Regions from separate parts of the Sus scrofa genome. Here region 1 is linked to region 2. Evidence: chromatin contacts called from public Hi-C data. All regions are on one chromosome and are shown on one strand. The core of a region is the stretch at or near the end of the contact, and the rest is flanking DNA. Distances in the headings are between cores, read along the strand shown.

The links. A called contact is a pair of places that touch in the nucleus more often than the background predicts.
Region 1: a Hi-C map of omental adipose tissue shows a contact between it and region 2, with 1.8 times the contacts expected there. The contact joins two enhancer-like sites. A contact is called at or near these places in 2 of 47 Hi-C or Micro-C datasets (embryonic fibroblasts and omental adipose tissue).

The regions. Positions count from the first base shown.
Region 1 is chr16:47,180,797-47,186,505 of Sscrofa11.1, reverse strand. The region is part of intron 1 of LOC102159961 (a long non-coding RNA gene); the gene reads left to right. Among named protein-coding and RNA genes, the nearest start is that of SLC30A5, 100 kb to the left of the region's middle. Within about 2 kb of position 3,740, at least 11 of the 83 cell types and tissues checked have an H3K27ac peak or open chromatin away from gene starts, as enhancers often do. A contact at or near this core is called in omental adipose tissue, where this site is marked.
Region 2 is chr16:46,879,136-46,884,637 of Sscrofa11.1, reverse strand. All of the region lies in intron 2 of LOC102159645 (a long non-coding RNA gene), which reads left to right. Among named protein-coding and RNA genes, the nearest start is that of SLC30A5, 400 kb to the left of the region's middle. Within about 2 kb of position 3,092, at least 2 of the 83 cell types and tissues checked have an H3K27ac peak or open chromatin away from gene starts, as enhancers often do. A contact at or near this core is called in omental adipose tissue, where this site is marked.

The DNA of each region.
Region 1 (5,709 bases), core at 2,491-4,990, 300 kb before region 2:
AACCACAGCTTTGGATTCCTTCCAGTGTTTTTTCCAACCCCAAATCATCAGGACTGGGGAGGGAAGGCTTCCTGTCGCGGACCATGGGTTCTAGGGAGGAGGGTGAGCGCCTTCAGCTCCCTCACTGCCTCGGTCCAGGAAGTCATTTCAAAGGGAGCTGCCTCCAGGGAAAAGCAAGAACCCATTGGCCAATATTTATTTATAGTCTTATACCCTGTAAACTTGTCTACTTTTTTAAAATTAAGAGCAAAAAAGTATTTGGTTCTTGTTGGTTTGGACAACCTCCAGGCAGTTGTATCTGTTTTCTTTATTTCTGTGCTGGTTGCTCAACATCTTCGGTCTTGATGGAACTGGTTTCATTCCTAGGTCCTCCCTGATTATTAATGTTCTTATTATGTGTTAGTTCTTCTATGTTTGCAGTGTCCTTGACAATCTTTTTTTATTAACTGTTCCTTACAACAATCCAGTGAGGTGGATCAGCCTTCCTGAATATCTATCTAACAAGTTGTCCAACATTGTTGGCTTTTGTTCGGATTTATTACAACCTTTTTTTTTTTTTTTTTCTTCTGATAGCCGCCTTTCTGAAAGAAACGTATTTCATGCTGTTTCTCATGAGGCTACATGAGCCAGACACTCGTGTCATCTGCTTTCAGCTGGTGTTTGGTTTCTTCCTTCCCTGCCTGGCTTCTTCACCCTCCTCAAAATGATCGTTGCCTCTCCTGTTCATGCAAATGAGCAGCTTGGCTAATCTAAGGCAGGGTTGAGCAGAGCGTTTCCTTTTTGCTTTCCTGGTATTTAGGTATATCTTTAAGTGGTCACTGGCTATCACTTCTTCAGGACGTGATTTATGACCACAGAGTCACTGCTAATATTTTCAGGTTGTCGTTTGCTGTGGTTGTATATACCGTTAGCTTTGTGGCGAAAAGATGGACTGTCAGGCTATGAAGAGAGATGTTTTGGGGATGGCTAGGAATTGATGCTATACCAGGAAAGGACACCCATTCTGATCAACAAGAAATGCCCAAGTCTTCCCAAACCCACCATCAGCACCACTTCTACCACCACCAGATCTTCTGCTGCAGTAGCTGCCACCCTCAGTCTTGCACTCGCATCAAAAATATTTTATTATGCAGTTCCCAGTGTGGCTCAGCAGAAACAAACCCGACTAGGATCCATGAAGATGTGGGTTAGATTCCTGGCCTTGCTCAGTTGGTTAAGGATCTGGTGTTGCTGTGAGCTATGGTGTAGGCAGACGAGGCTCAGATCCTACATTGCTGTGGCTCAGATCCTACATTGCTACAGGCTGGCAGCTGCAGCTCTGATTTGACCCCAGCCTGGGAACTTCCATATGCCTCAGGTGTGGCTCAAAAAAGCAAAGGGAAAAAAATTATGTTTCTGCCTATGCATATATATACCTAGATATCCCTGGTGTCTCGGAGCATATAAGTAAACACTACTCTCCCAAATACCACTATAAACTTTGAATACTTTCTATGTCTATTATCTTCTATCCACTCCTACATTTTTATATTTCTCTATTGCACATTTTTAAAATTTAATTTAATTTTTGGCACGCGGAAATTCCCAGGCCAGGGATCTACTTGTGCCATGGCAGCAAACTGAGCCTCAGCAGTGACAATGCTGAGTCCTCAACCCACTGTGACACCAGGGAACTATCTATGGCACTTATATTCAGTTATTGCCTACCTGTCTTTCTCACCTACTAGACTCTGGGTTTCTTGAGGGCAGAGACCATATCTTGTTCTTCATCCACTAAGTCCTGAGCTTGCACCAGGGATACCTGTTGGGGGTCGATAAGTGTTGGTTGACTGAATACTAAACTTATTTGATGAAATGAGAAAATGCTTTTGTAAACTATGAAATGTTTAAAAACTAGTAAGGACTGTTTGAATACAACTTCTTTTTATTGTAATTGCATTATTTTGTCTATGCAGCAATGAAGGATAGATTTGAATCCTGTGGAGGTGGACAAAATATACTTATCCATTTTATAGAACAAGAATGATGGCCATTTGACTAAATCTACAAAAGATTAAAAGATAAGCCATCTTATTCTGAATAATGTCTGAGGTTGGGCCTGCTTGGCCATTGAGAGAACCCAGCAATGAGTGTCATTAAAATTATCTTTTGGATAGGTAGGAATTTTAAAAAATGTCCTAAGAGATTAAAATGGGTTCTGGACAAAGATGGTTCTGGAAAGCAATGTGTTATTCTGTATCATACCAGATTTAAGCTGATGGAATAGGACATACCAAAGTAATTCATTGTATTTCACAATTTGAAAGTGGCTCAATGCTTTTAGAACTCTGCTCCCTGTGGAACTTACCTGAGAGGCTGTGAAGAAGGGAGAAAAACAGTTTCCTCTATTTTTCTCTCCATCCACTGTGCCATGGTGTGCTGCTTCAAAACAATGGACGGGTTATTTCTGCAGGTCAAACATTAAAGTCAGTGATTAAAAAATGAGTTCTAGGAGTTCCCGTCGTGGCGCAGTGGTTAACGAACCCGACTAGGAACCATGAGGTTGCGGGTTCGATCCCTGGCCTTGCTCAGTGGGTTAAGGATCCGGCGTTGCCGTGAGCTGTGGTGTAGGTTGCAGACGCGGCTTGGATCCAGCGTTGCTGTGGCTCTGGCGTAGGCTGGTGGCTGCAGCTCCGATTCGACCCCTAGCCTGGGAACCTCCATATGCCACGAGAGCGGCCCAAGAAAATGGCAAGAAAAAAGACCAAAAAAAAAAAAATAAAAAAAAAAATGAGTTCTACTTACAAGTCGGGCACATTTCAGATAATAAATACTGACTGAGTGAATCAGTGAATGAATTTCACCTCTGCATCCCAGGTGTCCAAAGAGCTTCACATTTGCATGGAAAAAAGGCCCAGAAATGACCTTACCAGCTTTAACCCAAGGGTACCCTGGGATCAGTCAGCCACAGGGGAAGAACTGTGAGTTTGGGCCAAGTTCATTTACAAGAAGCCGGCTTTGATAAAAGCTCAGTTCTCTTATCAATATTCCTTCAACTCTTTCTGCAGCCCTGGCAAACTCTTTTTGAAAAGCAAACGCACTGTAGGCAGAAGCCGAACTGGAGAGCGAGAATGCAAGTCTCATGCCCAGTTGGGCAACGGGACATCCCAGATCAACCCTTTGGTACGTTTAGGAGATAGACTTACAAAGGGCTGACAGCACTTTTGGGGCTACATATAGAAACATTAGATTGATGGCTGGAGGTAAAGAAAAAAATCAGTCTGTTAGGATTTAACTTGTGATAAATGAAGTTGCCAAGGCTGCTCGATAGGATTCTGGCTTCTCCTGAGTTCTCCTCATGACTGCCTAGTGTTAGAACTTGTTGACCTTGGGATCTGGTCATGGTCTTAAACTAGTGGTTTAAAGACCACAGAGGTACTTTCCTTCTTTACTGCCTGCTTTTCTGTTTCTCAATTTCTGCTATTGATTCTGGTTTCTTCATGTGCGAATCTCTGTTTGGCAGTAACCAGTCATCAGAAGGTTTTTTTTTTTTTTTTAAATTCCCCTTAATTCTTTGGGTGCTGAAGATTTTGCTAACTGGGAATCGAATGGAGGAAAGAGTCAAGCAGGGTGATTTGTGCATGAAATGGATTTTTTTTGTTCCTCTGAAGATTTGTCGGAAGCAGATATAAAGTGTCTTTCTTACTCAGAGTACCTCTGAGCGCTTTCACAAATCAATTAGTCACTGGCAGGGCAGAGAGTAGAGGCAGAAGAAGCCATGTGGTGACAGCCAGAGACCCTGGCTGCTCTCTCTCTTAGGCATGCTGTCCTTGATCATTAGATAACCACAGTGACACTTCACCCCCTGGCGACTGTTGCCATTACAATCAGAACTTCAGAGCAAAGGGAAGGCTTTCAGGGTCTCACTCAGCTCCACTAATAAACAAACACCCACAAGGAGAGATTGGGGAGAAGAGAGGCTGGCTATCCCTTTGAGACACAAAGCCGAGAAAATGAAACCAAAAGAAATCAATCTTTTATTTGCTCACTTGGACTCCAGAACACTTATGCATTCTCTGGAATGTTCAGTCTTTGACTAATGTGGGACCCGGGTGTTTCTCTCAGCTCATTAGACGAGACCAACTAAGCACAAGAGGGTTTTTTTTTTTTCTTTTTCTTTTTTTCCTTTCTTTTCTTTTTTAGGGCCACACCCATGGCATATGGAGGTTTTCAGGCTACAGGTCAAATCAGAGCTGTAGCTGCTGGCCTATACCACAACCACAGCAACGCCAGATCTGAGCTGAGTCTGCAACCTACACCACAGCTCATGGCAACGCCAGATCCTTAACCCACTGAGCGAGGCCAGGGATCGAACCTGCAGCCTACATGGTTCCTAGTTGGATTCATTTCTGCTGCACTGCAACGGGAACTCCCGCACTAGAGGGTCTTAATTCTAAGAGGATGAGGCTCTTGACACAGCCCTTCTAAGCCTACAAAATAGGTGCAACATGTTTCCTGCCAGCTACTCAGCAGGCAGAGCCTACAGCACATGCCTGAGGGGCCTGTGAGGTACAGAGTGAGAATGGAATCTGAGGAACACCTAAAAATGTCTCCAACTGAGCTGTCAGGAAAAATTCCCCATCACGAAGCAGGAACAATTGGAGTTTCTGAAATGCACGGGTCATTGAAGGAACACACTTTGAACTTTGCTTCCCAGCTTGTGGATTTTGGGGCCAGAGGAGAGATAGTAGTCAGTGGACGAGAGAACAGGGTGGCCCTTGCAAAAGGTTGGAGAGAGTATAGGTTAATCCCATCCTTTATAAGATCTGGAGCCTTGGAATTCCCACTGTGGTGCAGCGGAAACCAATCCCAACTAGTATCCATGAGGACGCATGTTCGATCCCTGGCTTTGCTCAGTGGGTTTAGTATCCGGTGTTTCCATGAGCTGTGGTGTAGGTTGCTGACGCAGTTCAGATCCCATGTGGCTGTGGCTGTGGCTGACAGCTACAGCCCTGATTCGACCCCTAGACTGAGAATTTCCATATGTCATGGGCGCCGCCCTAAGAAGCAAAAAAAAAAAAAAAAAAAAGATCTAGAGGCTTTCAGACTACTGCAGAGGGATGATGGGTGAGAAAAAGACTTCTTACATAATAGCTGAGAGCTCTTATCTCATTCCTGGGAACAGGCTGGGGGTAGGTGGCAACTATTTCAGTCTTCAGTTTCACAGTTGGCAGAGCCGAGGTACAGGGAAGGGAGCTGGTCTGTCAGCCCACTTGGCCAGATGTGCATGTGAAGAGTCCCTTTAATGTCCTTCCACAGTCCCTGCAGTGCTTCCCCATCGTCTATCAATGCCATTTACAACCTCTGCCCAGAGTCCTTTGGCAGCCTCCTAGAGACTGGGAATTTACAGCATCGCTGAGGTCACCTGACAGACTTGGAGTCTGAAGACCTGAGCTTGAATTCTGGCTCTGCTACTTACTGGCTCTGTGGTCCTGGGCAAGTTTCTTAAATCTCTCTGCATCAAGTCGCTGCACTTGCTTCTCTTTAAAATGAGATTGACAGCGGTTATAGCAGAGGCTGTTGGGAGAATTAAAAGTGAAAGCATTTAACCCAGTGTCTCACATAACTCAGTAGATGCTAATTGGAACTGAACTTAAGGAAGAAATAAAATGAGCCCAGATTTCCTCCTCTGACTTCTTTTGATCTTGGGGACAAGCAGGATCTGATAAG
Region 2 (5,502 bases), core at 1,843-4,342:
TGTAGGTTGCAGACACGGCTCGGATCCCGCGTTGCTGTGGCTCTGGTGTAGGCCAGTGGCTACAGCTCCGATTCAACCCCTAGCCTGGGAACCTCTATATGCCGCGGGAGCGGCCCAAGAAATAGCAACAACAACAAAAACAACAACAACAAAAAGACAAAAGACAAAAAAAAAAAGCAATTGGTTCTGATGATTTGTACTCGCCCATTAAAATGCAGAAAGTTACTCATTTTTTTTTTGGCATTTTCGAGGGGAGGACTGAGATTAAGTTGTTAAGCAAGATTTTTTTTTGTCTTTTAAACATTATTTACCAAAAATGTGACCTAGTTTTTTAGGGAAAATGTGCAAAGGAAATAAAAATCTCTCTCTCTCTCTCTTTTTCCCCCCCTGAGGTCTCCCTAAACCCAGCAGTTCAAGTCTTGTTTTTCAGGGAATTGAAATCTATAAAAATTAACTGTGGACTTTTATGCAAGTTAAAAACAGAATTCATGTTTTTTTAATTTTATTTTTATTTTTATTTTTTTTTATCTTAGAAGTCTTTAAAAGAAGGCCTAAGAAAAATATACCTTCCTAGATGGCTTTTCCTGTGGCTATGTGGCCTGTTTGTTTAAGGAACCACTACAGTTCAGTGGATATCTTTCTCCTGCCACCCACGCCCCCAGCAGCATGAAATAGTTCCAGTTTTATTCAGCACCTTCAATGGAAAATGCCAGCTGTTATTTTTTTTATTATTATTACTGAAAATTGAATTAAGAGCTCAGGAACGGTTTAAGATAACTTCATGGTACAGGGCTTGAATTCCAGTGTGGGTCCCAAAGAGGCTGAGGCTTCACCCTGTGCTCAAGCACAGATTGCCCTGTCCTTGGAGCCAGTACAGAACATCAGTCTCATCTTCACAGGCTTTGGAGGCCGGACCTGCTGATGGCCCAACCATGTTTTTCTTGGGCTCCCATAACAAAGGAGGATGTGCTTTCAAGGTCATGTATGATTTCTGGATCCAGGGTCAGCCTGGCCCAATGGGAAGCTAAGAAAATACCACTTAGTTCTGGGCTACTTTACTCCTTCTCAAGTGAAACTTCCATGCCTCCTTCTCAAGTGAAACTTCCATGCCTCTGCTGAGGACTCCTCTTTGGACTCTGCTCAGTGCAACTTCCGCTAATGCTTTTGGCTTGTCTTGGAGCGATGTCACCTGCCCTGCCCCCTGTGGGATTATGGGAATGCACCAAGAAGGAATTGTATTATGGTAGATACAAAGATTCATTCATTCATTGACTCCTTCAAACATATAGTGAAAATGTACTCTGCACAAGGCACAGTTCTCCATGCTGTGGTTGTGAGCCAGAAGATGTAAGCCTTGTCCTCATGGAGCTGCAGCCTCCAGGTGAGGAAAAACACATCATTATGGTATAGTGTGTCTATCCCAGTATATAGAATACATATAATATACATAGTGCTATATATATAGTATATATAGTACATGTGGTGTGTATATGGTATAGTATGCATTTCCCATTATCATCAATACTGGAATAAGGGCTGTGGGGCCAAAGAGCAGCTTCTAACCCGAGGTGGGGGAGGGGTATGTGGAAGGTTTCCTGGAGGGCATAACTCATGGGTGGGATTTGAGGATCAGATACAAACGAAAGACCTGGTACAATCATTATAATTAATAATTCATTTCCAAGATAGAGATTTGGATGCCCGTAATTGAGTCCCAAAGGGTATAACCTTTAAGGAGGTAGCCTGGGATTCTTCCTTTCTAGCTGCTTCTTTGAAGAAGGAACCATTTTATTCTCTAACACCCAGTGTGGTCTCCAAAGGACTTTATCCCATTTCCTAGCAGAGCCCCCAAATTAGATTACACCTTGACCAAGCTCAGATCCCCTTCCCTACTTTCTGTTATTTCTGTAGGACTGGACGGGTTGTTGCTGCTTGGCCATGTCACAGTGTCCATCTGATGAAGGATTTCACTAGAGATGCCTCACAGGAGACAGGCTCTCTTTATTACCTGTCCCAGCATAGTGCTTTAACTCCAGTCCACAGAGTAAGAATTCACTGGTGTTTGGTGTCAGGAGGGTTCCTTCTCCCAAAGCCAAGACAGAAAACTGAAATGATACTGTCTTTTAAGTGGGACGAAGCTTCTTTATTCTGAAAGAGAGGCATCTAACAGCTTCACTTGTCTCTGACCTAGAGCGTAGGAACTAGCAGGTGACACCAGCTCATGCCCTTCCCCCCAGGGGACATGTCACATCCCTCTCGCCCTGTTACTTCATTACTGATTTGAATAGGCTTGGGTCTCTTGTTTTCCAGCCCCCAGATATCAGAGGCAACAAGCAAAGAAAGGGGAAGTGATGAAGGAGCTGGCTTCTAGGGATGGCAGGAGAGAGTGCAGTCAGTGGGCAATAGGGAAAGAGAAAGGGGAGACCCATGAGAAGCAGACATGGAAATTTAAAAGGTAGGGAAGTTCTGGCCAAGGGGGCTGAGGATAGAGATTGGGTGAGAACCTTGAGTTTTTCTCTTTTTCAATAAGTTTTAGATTCTACTTTCCTGGCATTTTGTCCAATAAAAAAATGCATTATTTTCCTCATTTTTCATTGACGTGATAATGATGGTAATTTGTGAGAAGACACTGTTTTCTCAAGTCACTCTGTAAGTCATTACAGAGGTGTTACTCTCCTTAATGAGAACTGAGGTAGAACTGTACTCGTTTTTTTTTTTTTCTTTCTTTTTAGGGCCGAACTGGTGGCATATGAAAGTTCCCAGGCTAGGAGTTGAATCAGAGCTGCAGCTGCTGGCCTATGCCACAGTCACAGCAACCCCAGATCCAAGCCATACCTGCAGCCTATGCCACAGCTCACAGCAACGCTAGATCCTTAACCCACTGAGCGAGGCCAGGGGTTGAACCCACATCCTCATGGATATTAGACAGGTTCTTTACCACTGAGCCACAATGGGAACTCCAAAGAACCATATTCTTTTAAGCCCTCTTTTCTTTTTCTTTTCTTTTGCTTTTTTTAAAAGGGCCGCACCTGTGGCATATGGAGATTCCCAGGCTAGGTGTCGAATCAGAGCTGTAGCAGCTGGCCTAGGCCACAGCCACAGCAATGTGAGATCCTAGCCATGTCTGCAAGGCTACACCACAGTTCATGGCAACGCTGGATCCTTAACCCACTGAGCCAGGCCAGGGATCAAACCCGCATCCTCATGGTTCCTAGTCGGATTCGTTTCTGCTGTGCCACGACGGGAACTCCTAAACGCTCTTTTCTTAAAGGAAAGTAACACGGATTAATGGATAAACAAGATTGTTTATATGGAAACTGTTTCTGTTACTGTTCCTGGCTTTGCTTTATCTAACTCTGAAAATAACTCTACCCTCTCATTCTGTTTTTTTTTTTTTTTTAAATGAGGCTTGTTGCCCTGACAGAAACTTCCAAGTGATACACTTTTGTAATAGAGGTGTGTATGCAGAGAGATTTTTAGAAACATAGTGTATATTTACACGAGACTTGGTAAAGGAAGCTCAAGCCATGAAATGAATCTCAGATGACGTCTAGGAGGTAATTGGAGAATAAAAGTGATTGCATTTTTCGTCATACAGATGAGGAGCTTGAAAGTAGAGTTCTATCTGGTTGTAGTTTTATAAAGGGCAGTGATGGAGCTGATGTGAAACCTTTGGACCCTGAGGTTTTCCATGAGATTGTGACACCAATGTTAAATTTGTATGCCATTCAAACTAGGTGACCCTCCTTTTAATTTTTATGCACCTTCTAAATTTTATCGACTACACGCTGAAACTCTTCTTTTGCTGCTGCATTTGAAATTATCTTATGGCTCAAGCTTTGAAGGTTTATAATGCAATTCCCTCCTAATAGCAGGTCAATCGGAAAGACTTTTCATTTGGCATCAGTTCCCAATGATCTAACTAAGCCGTTTAAAGCTTAGCAAGGTAGCCCAGTAAGATATTGACATTCTGTCCTGGAGCTGATCGGCTGAAGTAGTCTTGGCTCCTCAGAGGAACCTTGGGAACAATGATTGGCACAGTCACACTACTTTTGTGGCAGAGGTAGTTCATCTCCTGGGAATGTCTCTGACACTGTGTCTGTGTCAGGCTTCACATGGCCTCCCCTGTTACAGAGGGGTTAAGAGAGCCATAGTGGACCCAAGCAAGATGTTGTATTGACTATTATGGGTTCTTTCCACACATCAACACCCTCTGCCTTTTCCTCTCCACCCATCACAGTCTAGCAGGACAGCAGGATGTTTCTTTTTTCCTTTTCTTCTTCTTCTTCTTCCTCTTATTTATTTATTTATTTATTTGGCCAAGCCCATGTCATGTGAAAGTTCCCAGGCAAGGATCAAACCTGTGCCACCGCAGCAACCCAAGTCATGACTGTGACAACTCTGGATCCTTAACCCACTGAGCCACTTGGGAACTCTAGGATTGTTCTTATAAAGCCTTTCAGAACCTTGGAGAAATATGCCTATCCAACCACAAATATTAAGCACCTACTAAGTGTCTTGCCGCATGCTAGACAAAGCTAACATGTGACTCCCATTCACCAGTGGGGAAAATGCCATTGTGCAGGTGAGGCATAAGCATATAGAATATGATAGAAACTGATACGGAAAGAATATAATGCAAGTATATTGTGCGATAGCCCAAAGAATGCAATTTGGAATGTAGAGAAGAATGTGGGCTTTAGTAATGACAGATCTGGGTTGAAATCCCATTCCTGCCACTTACTAGCTCTGTAATCACAGTTTCCTAAAGAATAAAACAGGTTGGGGTAGCTGTGAAGATAAAATTAGATAATATATATGCACTGTTTAACATAAGCCCTAGTATGTGTTGAGTAGTCAATACATATATACACACAGAAAATATTGTTTTTATTCTTATCATATAGATCATGAGAACTACAAGGATTCAGAAAAGAGGGAGCTCAGTGTGGGCCGATATGAGAAAAAAGGGCCTATAATTTGGGAAGAGGCAGTTCCTTGAGGAATGAGTTTAAATTAGATGAGGATGGGCTTGGAAGAAGGGCGCCCTAGGGAGTTCCCGACAGACATAGAACAAAGGTCTGGAGTCAGCAGAGCAGGTCCGGAGGGCTTCCTAGAAGAATGCAGAGGTGGGACCTGTGGGGGGAGCCCCTGGATGAGTGGCAAGTGGCGAGTGACCAAGCCTCCCTCCATCTCCTCCCCAGGTAGCCCTTACTGGCCTTGGTCTGCTTCCAAAGCTGTGGACTTTTGAAGTGTTCTTATAACAGTCACTTCTACCATGTTTTAGCAGGTGAGGAAAAACTGGTACCTAATAGTCGAGAATTTGTTGGTGTTGTTGCTAGGGGAAGTGGAGATACCAGCTATACTGACTGAGAAGAAAGAGCTAGCAGGTTAAAAAAAAAGGTCGTGGAAATAAAACAGCATCTGTCATTTTTCTTATGGGATCTCCCTCTCTCTTCCCGGAGGCCCTTGTAAAGTCTGCTGATTTATGACTTTGGCAGG